2 separate regions of the Hordeum vulgare genome follow, and region 1 is linked to region 2. Evidence: chromatin contacts called from public Hi-C data. All regions are on one chromosome and are shown on one strand. The core of a region is the stretch at or near the end of the contact, and the rest is flanking DNA. Distances in the headings are between cores, read along the strand shown.

The links. Hi-C and Micro-C count contacts between places; a contact is called where the count stands out from the background.
Region 1: a contact with region 2 is called in a Hi-C map of leaf, with 2.8 times the contacts expected there. The contact joins the promoter of LOC123409656 here to the promoter of LOC123411506 in region 2. A contact is called at or near these places in 3 of 6 Hi-C or Micro-C datasets (leaf and seedling) and 1 of 1 datasets of contacts at active chromatin or transcription factors (embryo).

Annotation. Positions count from the first base shown.
Region 1 is chr7H:124,327,883-124,333,990 of MorexV3_pseudomolecules_assembly, forward strand. LOC123409656 (rhamnogalacturonan I rhamnosyltransferase 1-like) reads right to left here and starts at 2,895. Exons shown (of 8, transcript XM_045102519.1): 1 at 2,062-2,895; 2 at 944-1,011; 3 at 753-841; 4 at 491-656; 5 at 116-405. The coding sequence starts at 2,344.
Region 2 is chr7H:123,623,301-123,629,566 of MorexV3_pseudomolecules_assembly, forward strand. LOC123411506 (phosphatidylinositol 4-kinase gamma 5-like) reads right to left here and starts at 2,187. Exons shown (of 2, transcript XM_045104465.1): 1 at 1,227-2,187; 2 at 1-154. The coding sequence starts at 51.

The DNA of each region.
Region 1 (6,108 bases), core at 1,645-4,144, 710 kb after region 2:
CTAAAATGCCAACAATGATTTGACAGCTGTAGTTAATTGAATGTTTTAACAGCCCACGCTACAAACATGCATTGTCCTAAGAAGAATTAAATGATAATAATACCAAAATGTTCACCTCATTCTTGTGAGCTCTTCTGCCTCTTCGTTACTGCACCCTTGGGTACAACCAGAGAAAGCCAACATATCCATTTCGTAACGTAAATGAAGAACCAAGAAAGGGCCATTTTGGCGAAGTATTCTAATTACACGCTTGCCCAGATCTTCAATTTCGGATGTAAATCTCAGAGAGGCATAATTTACTCGGCATCTCAGTTTTTGAATCTCCATAGGTAAACCATTGTTTGCTAGCCTAGCGTCAGTTCTATTCAAATGCAGAACCTTGTGTTTCCGAATCAATGGAAGAATCTGGATCGAATTTTTACAACTATTAGCTTATTCAACAAATCTGATGCTCCAAAGCAGCCTTAACATAATGTGACATGAAGCATACCTGATTATGGTAATAGGAGATATCAGACCAACTGATAGGTGGCATTGAGTGGAACATACCAAGTTCAACTCTTCGCTTCACCCTTGGAGGCAGTTCTCTCAAGATGCGAACTTCGTCTCGCAAGGAGGTTATAAAGTGTTCGACGTCAAATATATCTTGGAACTCACTGCAGTGCAGAATGGATCAACACCAAAGGAAAAGTCTGATAGTAGCTCAAGAAAAAAAAGGCAATTGAAAATAATATCAAGGTGCCAAACTGTACCTCGGGTCGTTCCAAAAAGAAGTCTTATCCAACTCTGGAACAACCAAAGTGACATTCAAATATCTTGCTATTACAACCATGTCACATATCTGATAGAACAAAACATGGAGAAAAGAAACCAATGTTAAGAGTCAATGGTTGCCAAGAACATTACTTGCAAAAATTATAAACAGAGATTTCCAACATCTTACAGCAGCTCGCATTTGGTTAAGACCACCATTGCATGAGACCATCAAATAACCATTGTTCCTGTAAATTCCTGGACGATGATGACAGCAATAAACCATTAGCACAGTTATAGCAGATTCCTAGATATTCAAGGCAAGGATGTACTAATAACAAACAAAGCAATAATTAATGCAGTGATGTACACTGCGTATTTGTGGCAACAGGGAAATCGAACATACTTTAGCAGTCCCTCGAGTCATATAAATGTAACTTTCCATGCTGGAAAAGACTCATAATTAACAATGGGAATACAGTGTGCAAACAAAACGAAGGGCCACAATCTAATTGTACATACTACCAAAAGTAGTCTACACGACGTTAATGAAACAAAAGTTCCAATACAGTTAACTCAGAAAACGTTGCTACAATTACTCAAAAGCTGCTGGGCATTTCCTTTTCTATCCATGTGAAAAAATGATGGGCATCATAATTATGAGGGACCAAAACATCGGTTGGAGTCATGAATGATTGCCACCAGTAAAAGCATATTCAAGTGTTCAATTTCAACCAGCCTAAAAAGTGTGATCCTAACATGGAAAGAACCAAAACATGAATCTATCGTGTAGGCTGCAACTGCAAACGACCAGAATAGTGAAGACCTGCTCCTGACCCACCAAGGCACCAATCGAAAGGAGATCCGACATTGCCCAATTTCTGCAATCGGGATCACCACATGTCCAGCTTAAAAAAGATGATGAATTTACTGTTTTGGATGCAGCTAACAGCGTTACCACGGAATGAATCCGCAACACCTGAGCTAAATTACGCGAATTTGCAAGCACAGGAAAATGAGCAAAATGTGCGCCAACCACCAATCTTTATCATCCCATTCCCAGGCTGATGATATCGCCGGAGCTAAACTACGCGAGTTTGCAAGCACGGGAAGAAGAGCAAAATGTACGCCAACCACCAATCTTTATCATCCCCAGGTCGATGAAATCTACGCTGTGGATTTCGGAAGGATGTACCACACCGAAATGCTGGCGGCCTGTCAATGTCCTAGGAACAGCATTCGGACACGGAGCGGATCGAACAGGGCGAACGAAAGCGAGCGAGCTAGCGAGCGAAGAATGAAACTCACTTTTGGGCGGCAGCAACGCGGCCCTGTCGACGACGGCCGGGCGCACGGCGGCGGCCTCCTCGGGGGCCGTGAGGCAGGAGGGCCATCCCTTGAGCACCCGGGGCCCCCACGTCTCGCCGACGGCGGTGAGCTGCATGACGCAGGTCCAGAGCAGGACGGTGGTGGTGGCGCGCACCATCCAGAGCTTCATCCGCGAGCGCGCGGCGGACGACGGCGGGCACTTGAGCTTGTCGCCTCCGATGCCGGCCGCCGCCTTACCCCCCATGGCCGCCTTCCACGCCATCAACGACCATGGACCGACGGGAGCAGAACAATCTTGGCGGCACCAGCTGCAGCAGCAAGCATCCGTGCCTCAAACCCGCCGCCCGCCTCGAGGAGCCCGCCTGGCCCTGGCTCCGTTCCCACCCAATGCAGCGCCAAACAAGGCCTCTCCCGCCGTCACTCCACCGCTGCCCAGAGCGCCGCGACGTTGGTGACAGAAACGCGGCCGCGGACGGCCCTCGCCGCGTCGTCGGACGAGCAGCAACCGCCCGTCGGCCCGGGCGTGGCGCCGTGTCGATCGGCTCCTCTCCTTGAAGGAACGGCAGGAGCAGGCCGGTAAAGCGCGTGCCGCCGTCGGTGACAGGTACCGGTAGGCGCCGGAATGGGCGGCGGGGTCGGAGGATCGGCGCCGGAGACGGGCGGGGTGGCGGGGCGGATCTCGGGGCAGAGGGAGGGGGTGAGAGGGAGGGAGGCGTGGGAGAGCGATTTGTGGGGGCGCCTAGTTATTTTTGGGCCGCGGCGTCGGTGGTAGTGACCGTGACCGTGACGCACACACTCCTCCTCTCCTCTGATCCCCGGGGCCAGGCAGGGGGGTGCGCGTAGCCGTATTAATGCGTGTCCTAATCCGCTGCGGTAAACGGTTGGTGGCACCGGGGGGTTGCACACGGGCGGGCGCCGCGCACACGTGGAGGGCCTCAGATGCCAGCGGACGGCCGGGATTGGACGGCGCGGTTAGAGCGGAAGGAGCCGTTTGGGCCCGTGACGACGGGGTCGGCGCTGCGCGGCTGCCGGCGCGGAACGCCGTTTGTTTAAACTGACGACGGCGACGACTCGATCCGCCTCTCATTTTTATTACTACTCCTTGTTGGCTTGGCTCGCCGTGCTGCTGTGTTGACAGTGTTGTGTGCAGGGACCTGATTAATTTGCCACTCCTTGTTGTTGTTGTTGGAGTTTTGTATTGCTCTCGCGGCTCACATGCCGGTGTTTGCTTCTTGTTTTTGTCCTGGGCATTTTTTCTTTCAGAGCTATACCGCTGTATTAGGTATCTTGTGGGGGAAATCTTCTTCGGCACGTGGCAAGGCTGTTGCTGCTGGCTGCTTTTTTACAATTTTATCACTGTTTCGGCGAGAGCATCTACAATCCAACCTTACAAATCCAACCCCATAAATATTGGTGGACATGCCCAATCGGTGATCAGGCGTGTCCTTTATTGATCCATTCACGCATTCATACTTTTTATTCTCTTCCTTATATGTCCGGTCACTTGCACGTGATTGGTGAATAGGAAGAGAGAAAAAGAAAATAATGAATAAAGAAAAAAAGATGGTCCGGGGTGAGGTCACGTCCTATGTGACGGGCTGACCGGACATGCCCGGGCGCATCCGCGAGCCCTTATATTCTCCTCATGTTTGAGATGGATATGAGAGTTTGCGGACAGTCCGGAAATATAGGGACGATATGATGGGTCCGGTTGGGTCATTTTTTTCCTTCTCTCTGTTGTCCGATCACTGACCGGGCACGTCCACAAACGTATGAAGGATCATTTGAGAGGTCCATTTGTAGATGTTTTAATGGCATGTGAGATGCATCATTATTTTTTTGGGGAGAAACTTCGAGTCTATTCATAATGAGGCAATCATGCCGCTACACATACAATCAGGTCCATGGATCATTTACCGACGACCAAGCAATGGAGCGAGAAGAAGACGCGACACCGTCAACGACTTTCCTTATCGGATTCGGGCAAATCTATAGAAAGTCGTGAAGTCTTGGTGCTACATCTCCACATGATCGACGCGCAAGGTCAGCAACCATCGTCAATGAAAAGAGTCGTAGGTTGGGAGGATCAAACATGTAAGCATATAAGTAAAGATTGGATCCAATCAGATCCTTAGAAGACCAGCATTGACTAAATCCCGCAAGATCCAACGGAGACACAACTCCACACGCTCCCCAGCGATGCTAGACGCACCATCAGAATGGTAATCAAACGTTAAAGATACTAGTCCTATTTAGGGACATCGTCGTAGCCACACCACCAGAACCAAGACACCGAACCTAACAAGAATAAGAGTGGGGTCCCTCGTGTCGTCTCAGTCGAGGTCCTTGGCACCACCACGGTCCAAAGGGCATCGAAGGTGGGGCCTAACCAATGATAGTGTCATGTGAATTGTATGTTAATTTCGAGTTTGGAAGAGATGCGCTTTGCATTTGTTTCTCTCTCTTTTTATGGTGAGACTCGGGGATTGAAATGTGAACGATCAATTTCTATAACCTGGATTTTTCCATGTAGCAAGTTTGTTGTTGCCATGGGAAATGCATATAAATGTTGTAAGTAATTACGCCTCCACTTACATTGCAAATATTTTCCTTTTGAGAAAACACAATCGTAAATGTATATTGTTGGACTACCCCGGTCTACATCGATCGTCGTCGTCTCATCTTCACGAGCGGGAGACAAACCCTCACAAAACTCAAAGAAAACATTCAAGAAAGAAGTCCTCCCACCGGCAAGGGTCTAGATTCAGCACACCCCATGGCCCTAAAGCAATCAGAGACGAGCCGGATCGGCGAGGCAGAGGAAGGCTAACCCTTTTTTTTAGAGGATGCGGATGCTTGAAACACTTTGTCCCTGTTGATGGAGGTGGTGGTCGTCTTCATCATGTCTAGCCCTTCTCCTCTCCTCTTCTCTAAGACAATGATCCGATCTACGGATGGTCCGCGGGCGTCTTTTGACATTGCACGATGACTTTCAAATCATGGACTTAAATTCTTGCTAGCTTCGAAAGTAATGCAGAGTTCTAGTCGACGCGTCGAACATGGCTCACGACGCGCTTCCCTGGTGTGAGGAAGGAAGATAGCATTGGCTTCTCCAAGGAACTTATTGCAATTCATGTTTTCTTTTGGAGTTGCCTTGTGAGGATTAGATTATTTTAATACATGGCCATGGCCTTGGCAAAAAAAGGAAAAGAGCCTATCCAATTGGGAAGATATCACATGCTACCAACTATCACATAATTCCATGACCCCATGTTTGAAAACTCAAACTTTGATGTTTCAAAAAAATCCAGAAAAACTTCATGAATGTGCACAAGATATGTTCCTACAATCTATAAAAAAGTCAAATCCAAAATCAAAATATGACGGAGAAATGAAAAAAAAGACAAATCCATGGGTGAATAGGGGAATTATTCATGCTGAATTTGTAAAAAAAAATATATTCTCAATGCGTCTTTTGAATTTGAATCTGATTTTTTTAGGGTCGGTAGAAATGTGTTTTGTGAGCATTCACATTTTTCTTAGAATTTTTTGAAACATGTAAATATGATTCTTTTTGTACATGGTATCATGTGATAGTTGGTATCGCGGAATATATTTCCATAAACGTATAACTGGCCGCCCTGCCCTGCACGCTTCACATGGACGCCCCCGGTGGCCGGTGCTTTAAGGAGAAGCCTCCAACCCATATTTATTCCAAAGAAAAATCAAAAAGAGGCGAATATCGTGGCACGCCACCGGGCCGGAGAGTGTGCGCGTGCGTACGTGTAACAAATAAAGTGGCTGTGGCGGTGTGGAGTGTGGACCTCGTTAATGATCAGTGCGATCGCGCACTAATGTCCACAGTGCAACCCACATGATTTAAGTTAATCATCTCCAGGTCGCCGCTCGTATCGTGCATGCGGTTGCACCGAACTCGCTGATCGAGCAAGGAATGTTTCGTGGGAATATTTTAGCTTGCAATGCGGTCATGTAGAAGGGATGTAGGTTTGCTTATTATGCCTTCTT
Region 2 (6,266 bases), core at 937-3,436:
TGCAGATGACGCTGTCCTAGAGTGCGAGAAAGGTGTCACGGTAGCAATCATCAGGCAACGGACGCCATCTTCCACGTTAGATAGAAAGCAGCAGAAAGCTACAATTGGAAGCTGTCACGAAACCCGGTAAACCCAACTTTTGGATAATAAGACCCTGCGAAGACAAAAAGAGCAATTGGTGGTTATTATCTTTTTCTCAAGTCGGAAACAACCGCTAATGAGTACCGAAACTCAAAAATATCAAACCTTCATCCAACTACCAAACTACTCATTCTTCCTCCGTATAAAATATGAAACGGACGATAAGTAATTCTCATGGTAAACCCAACCACCCAGTTAATGAATAAACCAAAGCACTTGCCAATTGCCATGATAAGAGAAAGCATTTCCATATTTTACAGAAAGTTGGTATGCATAAGGAGTGGGCTACCACTTCCCATCTTTGACTAGCAGCTTTTTTTAAGCCTCATACTGAAGATATGATATGTTCGTTGAACATAGATGCATTTTTATTTCAGTTTCATTCAGAGATTCGTGCTGTCCCCCATTCACTCCTCCATCAATGGCATTTGTCCTTTTCTCACCCGAAATCTCTGTAGACTGATCACTGATGAGACATGGAAATCTCCTAGACTTTCCATGTGGAAAACAAACCCAAAGCCCACGATTCAGCCCGGAGTCTGGGCCAGCAGCTTAATCACCTCTCGATTCGACAATCGTGCGATTTTCTTCCATGTGTAGCTAACGGCTATTACATTTCATCTCGCCAGAGTCAGTAAAAAGTCACACGCAGTCGCCAAGAGGCCTTTTTTACGACAGAAATCTTGGAGCTTTCAAGCTGAATCCGCACTAAGGAAGCTGCGCGAGTACGTACGAGCTTCGCTCAGACATAGTAGATCAGCTGATGCTGGAGCGAGCTACAGAATCGTCAGATGATTGAGCGCTTGATGACACGAGCTACGCGTAAGGGAATGGCATTAATGAGCCCGGTCCAGCTAAAATGCCCGGAGAATCCTAAAAGAGGAACAATTATTGCTCCAGAAACTACCAGAACGAAGCCGCGCTCCATTCCTTGGCGACGAAGCACCGTATTTTTTTTTCCTACCAAAAGAACGCCGGCACTTCTGCTCTCTCCACTGAGCAAGAGAGAAGGAGCGGCGAAGGCCCGGGACTCTACCGGCGGAACGAGCACCAGCACGAAGGTGGGAATGAAGCCTTGTCCGTACCTGAACCAATGCGGAGACCTGGAAATGGCGGCCCGCCGCCGGCGGGGCCGCAGATCTGGCAGGTGCGCCGCAGCCGCCTCTTTCGTCCGGCGTCCGGCGTTGGAGCGGCTCCTCCCACTCCCCGGCACGGCACTCCGCCGCCTCCGCCTCCCGGGTCCTGACTTCTCGCCCCCCTTCTTCTTCCCTCGCTCTCTCGTGCCTGAGCGAGCGTGCGAGCGCGAGAGCTTGCGAGGAGGCTGGGTGGGGGTGGGGGTGCGAGAGGGAGAGGAGGGGGACAGGGGAGATGTGTAATGGAGGGGGGGTTAATTTAAGGAGCTGAGCAAACCATGGTTAGGTTTGGTAATGGGGAGAGAGGTGCGAGGGGCGCGTGAGCTTGGATTGGCCGGGCCAACGCGTGTGTGTCAGTGTGTGCGATGGCCTTCTTCCTCCGGCGACCCTCGGGTTTGATCTAATTGGATCGTACGGCCTGCGCGGTTTTTCCACGGGCCTATCCGCAAATTCTTGGTGAACCGTGTAGGAGAGCCGCATGTAATTCATCGAGAAGAAAGGGATTATAACGTCGGAGATGACATGATTGGTATGTTGTCAAAGATGGCATGATTTGATGAGAAGTCGATGATGGTACGGTCTAGATCGACAAGAATGACCTAAAGATCTCATCAACTTGAGCAACGGTTGGAACATTACCGTGACCGCAATGGGAGGTGTCCGTGAATGAAACTTACATGCACGAGCATAGCACATGCATTGGAGGGATCATGATTGTGGAGACGCAACGCACACAAACAATCCCGCACTACCGAGTTAGCCTCCCCCTCATCGACCAAAGAAGGGGCAGAGTCAAATGGGAGGGATCAACCCAACCATGAAACATGCAGGTGGAGGTCGGCAACCGGAGGGGAACAACGTAGGTCCACGATGACAAAAAAATAACCAACCTCGACTACCCCAAGGAGAATGAGGCGATAAGGAAAACACCTAGATCTGGTCGAGAATGGTCGGGAGGGGGGGGGAGGGGCTGAATACTGGATTCATGCTGTCTCGAGGGGCCACAGACCACCACTCTCCAGCCAGAGGATTATAGAGGCATAGGCAACCGGGAAAGTGCCACCTCTGATGCCGAAAGCACCGCGACACACTGCAACAAGCCATGCCCGCCATTGATGCCACCAGCAGAGGCCGCAATACATTCACAACGGTGTCGATGCCCTAGATCTAACACACCCAAGAACCAGAAATCAAAGCCAAGCAATGATGCCTCGCCGCTGCTGTCCTTGGTAGCTGTGTTGGCTTTCCCGTCAGCGACCTCATGCGGCACCGAGAAGGAGAGTTGGTGGTGAAAGGAGGGCATGTGGCGACCAAGGTCAGGGGGTTGCTCAAGTCGCCCAGGGGCGACGCAACTACTTATGCGCGATTGCAAAGGGATTTTTTTATTCTTTTTAATTTCGAAAGGCGTATTGTAATTTCCTTTTTTCGAGAAAGCTCATTTTGTGGATATTACCAAATCGGTAAACACACGAGAAAGAGGCCACAAAGAAGGCAATGTCATTACTAAAGGCACGAGTCCTTGGGTTGCCGGTTAAACCTTATGTGAAGGTTTTATCTATGAATAACATTGGCAAGTTTACCTTGTGTTTTATCGAAAGTGTTCTTCGGCTCCTTAGCTCAAATGCACTGGCCATGAACAATAAAAAAAGGTAAACAAAACAAAATTGGATATTTTTGACAACCAACATTGTTGAATGTTTACATACGTGTATGCTTCTTTTAATTAAAATCAGTCCTAATGCCTTAGACGAAAAAACAAATCAACCCTCCAAATTGTTCTAAAAACAGTCTTTTTGGAGCATCAATTTTTCAGCTTAGAGCATTATGAGTCCCTTTTCATCATGAAAATAATTTGCATGTATGTAGATAATTCAACAATTTTAAACTTTACCTTTTTTAATTTTAGTGTTTATAATGGTGCATTTGAGCTCAGGAGCACAAACTCCATGTCATTGTTTTGTACTCTCTTCATTTCTAAATATAAGTCTTTTTAAAGGTTTTATAAAAAACTACATACGAATGTATATAGACATATTTTTAAATATACATTCATTTATTTTGCTTCGTATGTAGTCCCTTATAAAATCTTTAAAAGACTTATATTTAGAAACAAGGAAGTATAATTTTGCATATTTATTGCCGGTTGCAAAATTAAGCACGTGCGCTAAATAATAGTTCTGCTCACTTTTATGGGCATATAGTAATGCTTATGCCATTTTTCGAGTAAATGCAATAGTTGTGGCTTTCGAACTCAAAATGTGGCATGTGTGGAACAATTCAAATAGCAAATCACCGGTTTACACACGATGAGTTTCATTTTCCCTATATAGGCAACAAGGTTTTTTTTTAATTTACGGGTTATACAAGCAAGAATATATTTTTTTGTGAATTATGCGAGCAAGAAATTAATATACTATCTCATATAGGAGGGAAAACAAATTTCCCTGTCGCTACACACAACATTTTCTCATTTCCCATCCCGTCATGGAATTATATTCTTACGCGCCTCCCTCAACCCCCGGCCCCAAAAAAACTGCATTGTCATGTGCATATTTGCATTAACGAACGGGAGCCGTTGTAAAATGGCTTACAGCTATTCCTTCCTTGTATTCTCATTCTTTTTCGCAAACGTCAAGTTACGCCTACCGATTTTCGTCCCTAGTTTCGCATCACCAATCTTATCTCGATCTTCTGCGAGGGATAGGCGTCACCTTTGTTTTTGACATGTAAAGACGGGTCGAGCATATCACCAGACACCAGCCATGGGCGGATCCAAGAAGCGCCGAGCAGGCTTTGGGCTTGCCCGCCACTCAAGCCGAAGCGTTTTTTGTACCTCTGCCATGGAAACGGACGCGCGAACGGTTTGGATTCACCCGGGCAAGCGCCCCGGCCACAACAAGATCTCTTGGCCCGACCCCGCCGCTAGCTGTGGGAACGCACGCCCGGCTCCAACCGCTTTCGTTTGCGTCGCGCCTTACGTGCCGTGCGCGCGTGCGTGCGTGCATGCATGCGGCCATGCACACACCCCATGCAGCTGCGCGCGGGTTCGTGCGGGGCAGGGCAGCGGCCCGCCTTGGCCCCCGGTTCAAGTTAGTTAAACCGGCGGCGGTGGCACCGTTGGCGTCGCCAAGGATGGATGGATGGATGCCGTCTAGTCTAGCCCATGCCGGTTCATCCGCCGGGGATAAGAGATAAGCGTCGTGTCCATGGGTTCCCTCCCTCCCTTCTTCTTCTTTCCGTGTACGGCAGCGAGTGCAAACGTGCAACGCTTTTTTTAGCTGGCTCGCGTATGTGTGAATGTATGTATCCTACGGCCGCAACAAAGTTGGTTTTAGCCTTTTGTTTGTAACGTTACTGTCTTCTCTTTTAAAGAGAAAATGAACTTTGCATAAAGTTGTTTTCCATCTTAGATCTTTCGTTCGGCACAGTTTATTTTATTTTATGTACCACGTATGAAAGGGAAGGAAGACGTTTTTTATTTTATTTTATTTTGTTTTGTAGAAAACATTTGATATACTCATCTTGACATCTTCAAACATGGTAGTACAATGGATATCAGAAAATAATATAAATTACGTCCAGATTCATAGACCACCTAGTGACGACTACAAGCACTCAAGCGAGCCGAAGGCGCGCCGCCGTCATCGCCCTTCACCGGAGCCGGGATAAACTTGTTGTAGTAGACAATCGAAAAGTCATCGTGCTAAGGCCCCATTGTCGTGGGAATAAGCCTGACAGTAGATGAGTAGACTACGAAAGTAGAGGGCAGAGTCCTAGCTACGGCAAGGTTGTATGAGTTTAGGCCCCTCTGCGGTGGAGGTAATAGCCCTACGTCTCAGCGCTCTGGAGCTTTGTGTCGAGTGGAATATAGGTGTTACAGAATGCCAACCCTTGTGCGAGAGGGGAGGGATGGCTTATATAGAGCGCGTTGCCCCTCATAAGTGTCCAACATACAAGGGTGAAGGATAAATGCATACGTTACAGGTAACGTATGCTATTAATGACAATAACTACGGTAGTCTAACGTATGCATGTTGGCCTCCCTCGGTGGCTTCTGGCCTTCGATGTCGACTGGCTTCTAGTCTTCATCGAGTGAAATCCAATCGTCGAGTGTATGATCGTCCTCCGAGTGGTTTCCTACCGAGTGGACAAGAGGTTGTCTTCATCTAGTCGGTAGATCTCTTGTGATCTTCATGCTAATAATGAGGTGCCCTTGGGTAGGACTTATAGATCAGGCCTATGACCCTACCCTAGGGCTATAACCCCGTCATTAGCCCCCGAATGGATCAGGGTTCGAGTGGTGAAGGTGTAGCTGTAAATCTTGAGATAGCAGGCTGAACTTGAACGCCCTTCAAAGTTTTGCTGAATTGGATGTCGATTGAAGTCTTCATCATTCGCCTTGATCAATTCTGTTTGGAATAAAATGTCTGTGTGAATTTATGGATCCGAGTGAACCCTGAATTCGCATGTTTGATGGGATCTTCTGATGTGACCAGTCACCCTGTCAGCTCCGGATTTTCCGGGATTTGAAAACTTCGGTTGCCGCGCGCTTCACGGCGATGACGTTTCGCAATCAAGTGGATCGCGCTGCCTCGATTCCCGCACCTCTATCTCCGCCACGTATCTCGCGGTGGCCGGCGACGGGATAAGTCGAGGGCCCACTTGTTAGAGACCCAATCAGTTGGTTATAAAAGCCGTCGGTGCTAGGGTTTGGAACGACACCGCTCCCTTCCTCTCTGCTCTTCCTTCTCAGTAGCCACCCACACACAACCTCAGAGCAAGCAATCTCGCTGCCGCCACCATGACGAAGGGGCCGACGAGTAAGCTGGAGAAGGCGAAGAAGAAGGGCGCCACCAAGCCAAGGAAGCAGGCTCTGCCGCCGGGCTGGATCCAGGGGGATTTCCTCCGATCCACCATGCGAAAGGAGGACCTCCTCGATCTCGTCGAGCATGGTATGCTGGCGGACAAGTCTTGGAGGCTTCCCGGCGATGA